2 separate regions of the Mus musculus genome follow, and region 2 is linked to region 1. A link is a contact called in public promoter capture Hi-C data. All regions are on one chromosome and are shown on one strand. Each heading gives the region's core, a stretch centred on a gene start, on an enhancer-like site or on the middle of the called end of the contact. The rest is flanking DNA. Distances are from core to core; before and after follow the strand shown.

What was found. Capture Hi-C pulls out chosen DNA fragments and counts their contacts.
Region 2: a contact with region 1 is called in a promoter capture Hi-C map of adipose tissue. The contact joins the promoter of Tafa2 here to the promoter of Usp15 in region 1. A contact is called at or near these places in 1 of 39 promoter capture datasets (3T3-L1-derived adipocytes), 2 of 484 Hi-C or Micro-C datasets (embryonic stem cells and trophoblast stem cells), 1 of 115 datasets of contacts at active chromatin or transcription factors (embryonic stem cells) and 2 of 9 other capture datasets (adipose tissue and pancreatic islet).

Annotation. Positions count from the first base shown.
Region 1 is chr10:123,195,759-123,198,458 of GRCm38.p6, reverse strand. Usp15 (ubiquitin specific peptidase 15) reads left to right here and starts at 1,440. Exons shown (of 22, transcript NM_027604.4): 1 at 1,440-1,632. The coding sequence starts at 1,544. It overlaps Gm4129 (a long non-coding RNA gene), which reads right to left. Exons shown (of 3, transcript XR_003949042.1): 1 at 1,449-2,700.
Region 2 is chr10:123,262,814-123,265,513 of GRCm38.p6, reverse strand. Tafa2 (TAFA chemokine like family member 2) reads right to left here and starts at 1,438. Exons shown (of 5, transcript NM_001252387.1): 1 at 1-1,438.

The DNA.
Region 1 (2,700 bases), core at 191-2,690:
TGGCTTGCTCAGCTTGTTTTCTTACACAACTCAGGACCACCTGCCCACAGTGGGTTTACCACACCGATCGTTAAACAAGAAAATGCTCCACTGACTCATCACAGGCTACTCTAAGGGAGGCAATCCCATAATTAAGGTTCCCCTCTTTCCAAGTGACTTTAGTTTCTGTCAAGCTGACAAACCCTAACCAGGGAAACACTGCTTTCTCTTGGATGGGCCAGCAGTCCTCACTAATGCAGGCACCCCCTTCCTTACTGAGTTTCCCACCAAAACTAGGAGGCTTAAAAAATGGAGAGACCATTGCCCATCCTTTAACTTGTCACCTACTGTTCTACTGAGGTAGCCGTCTTCATTCTTAGAAACAGCAGTTTTGCCTTAGTTAATTTTGAAACGTTTGCCTCAAATGGTGTAGAATGGTACTAGACCATTAAACCGCAGTGCACACACACACACACACACACACACACACACACACACACGCACACACACGCACACACACGCACACTCACACGCCAAATTATAAAGAGAACTTAGTTGCAGCTTTTACGGAGTTTGTATCTTAATTCAGCCTTTCATGGAGGTACTGAGTACTGGGGATTTGAAATCTGTGCGATAACCTTGCACTTCCAGTTGCCGTGTGACCTTGGCATTTGATTTTTAAGAGGCTCAATTTCCCCGTTTGTAATTGTTGCCTTCAAATGCAGCTTGTATTATCGAGTCTAACTTTAGGCATATACAACCATGAAATTTAATCTAGGGGAATGCTAATTTGACGCCCATGAGGTTTCTCCCACGTTTCTAACCCCCTTCAGTACCTGGCCTTATTCAATACATCTTTAACTGCTTGTTCACCTAGAAACTGGGACATGTTTTGCACTGCAGCTAACGTGTGTGTGTGTGTGTGTGTGTGTGTGTGTGTGTGTGTGTGTGTCCACGCGCGCTAGGAGGCGTCACAAAGAGCTTATGAAAGGTAGAAGTCCCTACAGACAGCAAGCATGGGAGAGCTGGGAAGAACCTAGGAAGGGCACTGCGCCCAAACCTTTGGTTTCAGAGCCCTCTTTGTGCCAATATTCAGTGGGCTTGGGCTCTGCGGCTGGAAAGGAAAAGCCCCAAGTCACGGAACTGCGCGCTTTCTGCCATGTCCCAGCCGGCCCCGCCCTCCAGTAGGAGTGAACCCGCAAAAACATGGGTTTGGAGGCGGCTGCGGCAAGAAAAGGGCCAGCATGGCAAGGAGAGTCCGAGCAGGGCAGGGCAAAGGCAGGGAGAGAAAGCGCGGCACCCGGTGAGAACCGTGCAAACTCAGAGGTCTGGGGCGGCGGCGGCGACCACGCCGTGCTGCGGGGCGTGCGGGGACCCGAGGGGGCAGCAGGGCGCAGGCGCGCACCCGCCGCGCTCCCCGCCGAGCCACGCCCCCAGACCCCCGCCCTCGCGCCCCATTTGGTACAGACCTGCCGGCGGGGCGGGGCCGGGGACGCCATTCCCACAATGCTCCGGGGCGTGCCGCCGCCGTCGCCGCCGCCTCCGCTACGGCTAGTGGAAGAAGATGGCGGAAGGCGGAGCGGCGGACCTGGACACCCAGCGTTCTGACATCGCGACGCTGCTCAAAACCTCGCTCCGGAAAGGGGACACCTGGTAGGGAACGGGGTCGCGGGGCCCGCGGGGGCCCGAGGCTGGCGGAGAGCTGGGCGGGAGCGGTGGGCTGGTGTCGCCGGCTGGTGACAGGTGCGGACAGGTCCGGCGGCGGCCGCTCAGGCAGCAGATTTTGGGGGCAAAGGTTGGACCGGCGCAGAGGGCCGGGGCTCGCGGTGGGCGGTGCGCGCCCGGGGCTGCGCGGAAGCGGCGGCCGGGGCTCGCGGGGCTCCGGGTCCTCCTCCCTCCGGCAGTGCCGCTCCCACTTGGGGCCTTGGCGGAGCCCGGGTGCAGTGGCTCGGCGTGAGCCTGCCTGCCGCTGGTTTTTTTTTTTTTTTTTTTTTTTTTTTTTTTTTTTTTGACAGATCCCGGTCGCGCCGCTCCTCCTCGCTCGCCCGCCGCGCTTCTCTGGTCACTCCTTCCCCGGCGTCGTCCGCACCCAAGTTCCCCATTATTCCGATCCTTGTAGTCTTCCGGGAGCCGGGCTTCAGGATGTTTGCGGCGGGGACCACACAGGTGGTGTGTGTCAGGGCTCCGCTGAAAAGGAAACCCCTAATTTCCACTTCCTTGTCAAAAAGGAGGGAGCGGTGTAGGGACCTTGTTTTTTTAATTTTTTTTTCTTGAGAGAGAGAGAGAGAGAGAGAGAGAGAGAGAGAGAGAGAGAGAGAGAGAGAGAGGCACCACGTGGTCCTGTGCTTTGCTCCTGGCTCGATAGGAGCCGGCAGCGCTTCTGTTTGGAAGTGCAGCCCTTCCCTCCGGTTTGAAGGATAACGTAGGCCTGCAGAAAGTAGATAAGTCCACTTGAAGCTTAAAGGCTTGCTCATATTCAAACTTGTAAAATGCCAAAATAAGAGGGTACTGTACCTAAATAACTAGAGGAAGCATGTACAAAATTTAACACTCGTCAGCCAAAGCAGTTAACTTACAGAATTATTTAAATAAAGGGAAAGTTCTGTTTTAGGGGAAGGGCAGTGTGCCTGTGTGTTCTTTCGTTCTTTCTTTCTTTCTTTCTTTCTTCCTAAGTTACTTTTCCTTCCTTCTGTCTCCGTACTAGTGGTTTATAGCGTCTCA
Region 2 (2,700 bases), core at 189-2,688, 67 kb before region 1:
CACCTAGCGATGGTCCGGTAGCTTCCGCGGGCCGACGCCAGCCTCACCGCTCCTGCATCGCTTCCGAGATGCCGGTCCGCTGGCACCATCCAGGGGCATAGGGACCTCAAGTCCGCCGGTGTGTGTTCGCAGAGGGCGAGCGAGTGTGAGTGCTGCCTCCTCCGAAGGCTAAAGGGGGGCTCGGCAGCGTCTTCACCTACAAGCTGGGGTCCCCCTTCCCCGAAGCAAAAGGAAGGTGCAGCGCGCGAGGTCGGTCCCCGGGCTCTGCTCTTTATCCCACAGTGTCAAAGTAATCGGAAGGGTCGTCGACCGAGGGGGAGAGCCAAAGTCTCCGCAGCCCCCGGCGGCGCCCGCGGTCGCCCGCTGTCCCCGGCGATGCGCTGCGCGCGGTGGTGCGCTCGGCTCCCGCGACTGCGAGGATCCAGGCGGGCTCCAGCCACCGCCGCTCTTATTCCATCTCCGGTTTGTTTGCTTTGAGCGGCGAGCGAGGACTTTTCCTCTCGCCCCGCGTCGGCTCTCCCTTGCACACAAACGCGCGCGCTCACACGTTCCCCCTCTCCCGCCCTCCCCCGGGTTCTCTAGGGAAAGGCAATTGGACGCGGTGATTCACCTTCAGCAGAGCAGCCTCCGCCGCCGAGCACACTCCTCGAGTTCCCCGGCTCTCCCAGGTCTGCAGGCTCCCGGTGTGGAGCGGTTCTGAGCAGGCTCGCGGGCTGTGCGCTCGGCCGGCGTCCTCCCCGGGAGACGCCTGCGTTCCCGCAGCTCGCACTCGGGTCCCGCGGGTGCCCTCTCGGACACCTGGGCGCCGTCGAGTCGCGTCCACTTAGCAGCAACTCCCGGCCAGCTGCAGCCCCTCGATCGCGCCTCCAAGTGCAGCCGGTAGAGCTCCTCGCATCCCACCCGCCGCCACTCTCCGCATCGTGTGCTCCAAGGGAGGGAACCCCTCTGCTGTCCCCCCAAGTCACGAGCGCGCCGGCACCTTCACCACCTTGGAGGTGCGAGTTCCAGCAGCAGACACAAGCGAGCAGGTGTCGCCTGTGTCACTTCGCCAAAGGCGGGAGTGAGAAAGAACGGAACAAGGGGAGGGGCCCGAGGAAACAAATCCAGATCACCAGAAGAAAAAAAAAAAAAAAGCCAAAAAATAAAATAAAATAAAATAATTTTAAAAAGCAATCAAAGCTTCTCCCTCTCTGAGTCCCACCACAAGCTCTGTACTGTTAAAATACACTAAAGATAATGTTCGAAAGTCACCCCAACGGGCAGAGCCCTGCTAGTCCACCCTAGACCCCTGTTCCACTCAGCGGGCTGGCCGTTGGGAGCGACTGGCCCCACTGTACAAAGCACAGAGAAGGCAGGCAAAGATGGGTTCTGACACTCCAGGCTGAGTTAAGCAGTAAAATGGGACGGCTGGACCGGGAGGCTTTGACTCCCTCTGTCTCCCTCCCAATTCTGTCAGCAGTGGCTGCAGATGCTGAGAGCAAACCACCTTCCTGCAGAAAGAAAAAAAAAAAAAAAAAAGTATAAGACAGCAAACGTTGCAAATGCTGGACTATGTCTCCCTCTAGCGGTAAATCTGGATTAGAACGCTTTGCCGGCTGTCACGGAGACTCATAATTTTTCTTCCAAAAAAATAAACAAGAATTTTCTTACACTATCCGATTTAAGAGGATTTTGAATTTCTACAACTAACAAATTCTGACAGAGTCAAAGTTAAGGGGGTTTTAACACAATCCCATGATAGCATATTCATTGCTAAAGGAATATCCTAACTTTACAGAGATTTCAGAGACAGATCCTAGAAGGTCATGTCCTTAAGGTTTGGCCAAATTGGGTCCTGGTTTAAGCGGTGTACATAAGATCTTCCAAGAAAGGACTTCTTAGACTCAGCTCATTTTGATCGTGCTTATGAATGAGAAAACATTTAAGCTAGTGGTTAGGATAGTACGAAAAATGAGTAAGACTTAGACACAATGAGAGAAAATGTCGACTCTGGAACGCTTACTCAGGGATCTTGTCTGTAACTGACTCCTCTCTCGTTCCACTAGGTTAATTTTTCAAACTAGCTAAATTCTCCCCAGGTCTAAGTAGTTGTGTTTCCCCAGCCCTGAGTCATTGAAAGATTAGCATAATTCTTTCCACCATCTATAAACTACCACTTATTACCATAGTTACTAAGAACTAAGGAATATGTTTTAGCTGGTGATTTTATGGTAACATAATTTAGCCTTATTTTCTATCTAAAGGGTTTTATGTAGTTGATTTGGGAGGGCTATTTTAACAAAGCATTCCTGCAAATTTTATTAAAAAGATTTGTTACGTCAGACACAACTAAGCTAGGCACACCTGTAACTTTGCTGTTTAGAGTTTGTGAACATTGTCATTTAGTGGGAGGTGTGCCTTAGGCATTTGTGTGCTTTTAAATAGAAAATATGTATCAAGGTCATGATTAAACAGTTTTCTATTCATTTTGAATTTTTTATTTATTCTTTTCTAACTTGATCATTGTACTTAGTCTACTCTTTAAAAAAGGCAATAATTTACTTTTTCAATTGGGAGTAACTGAAGCAATTTCAAATAAAAATCCAAAACAAAATAATATAGGGTTTTGAATTTTAATCGATTGTATCTGGTAGGTTTGTGAGACTCCGGGGCATGGCAATCATTGTGCACAACATATCTTCAAATGACCTCTTTCAAAAG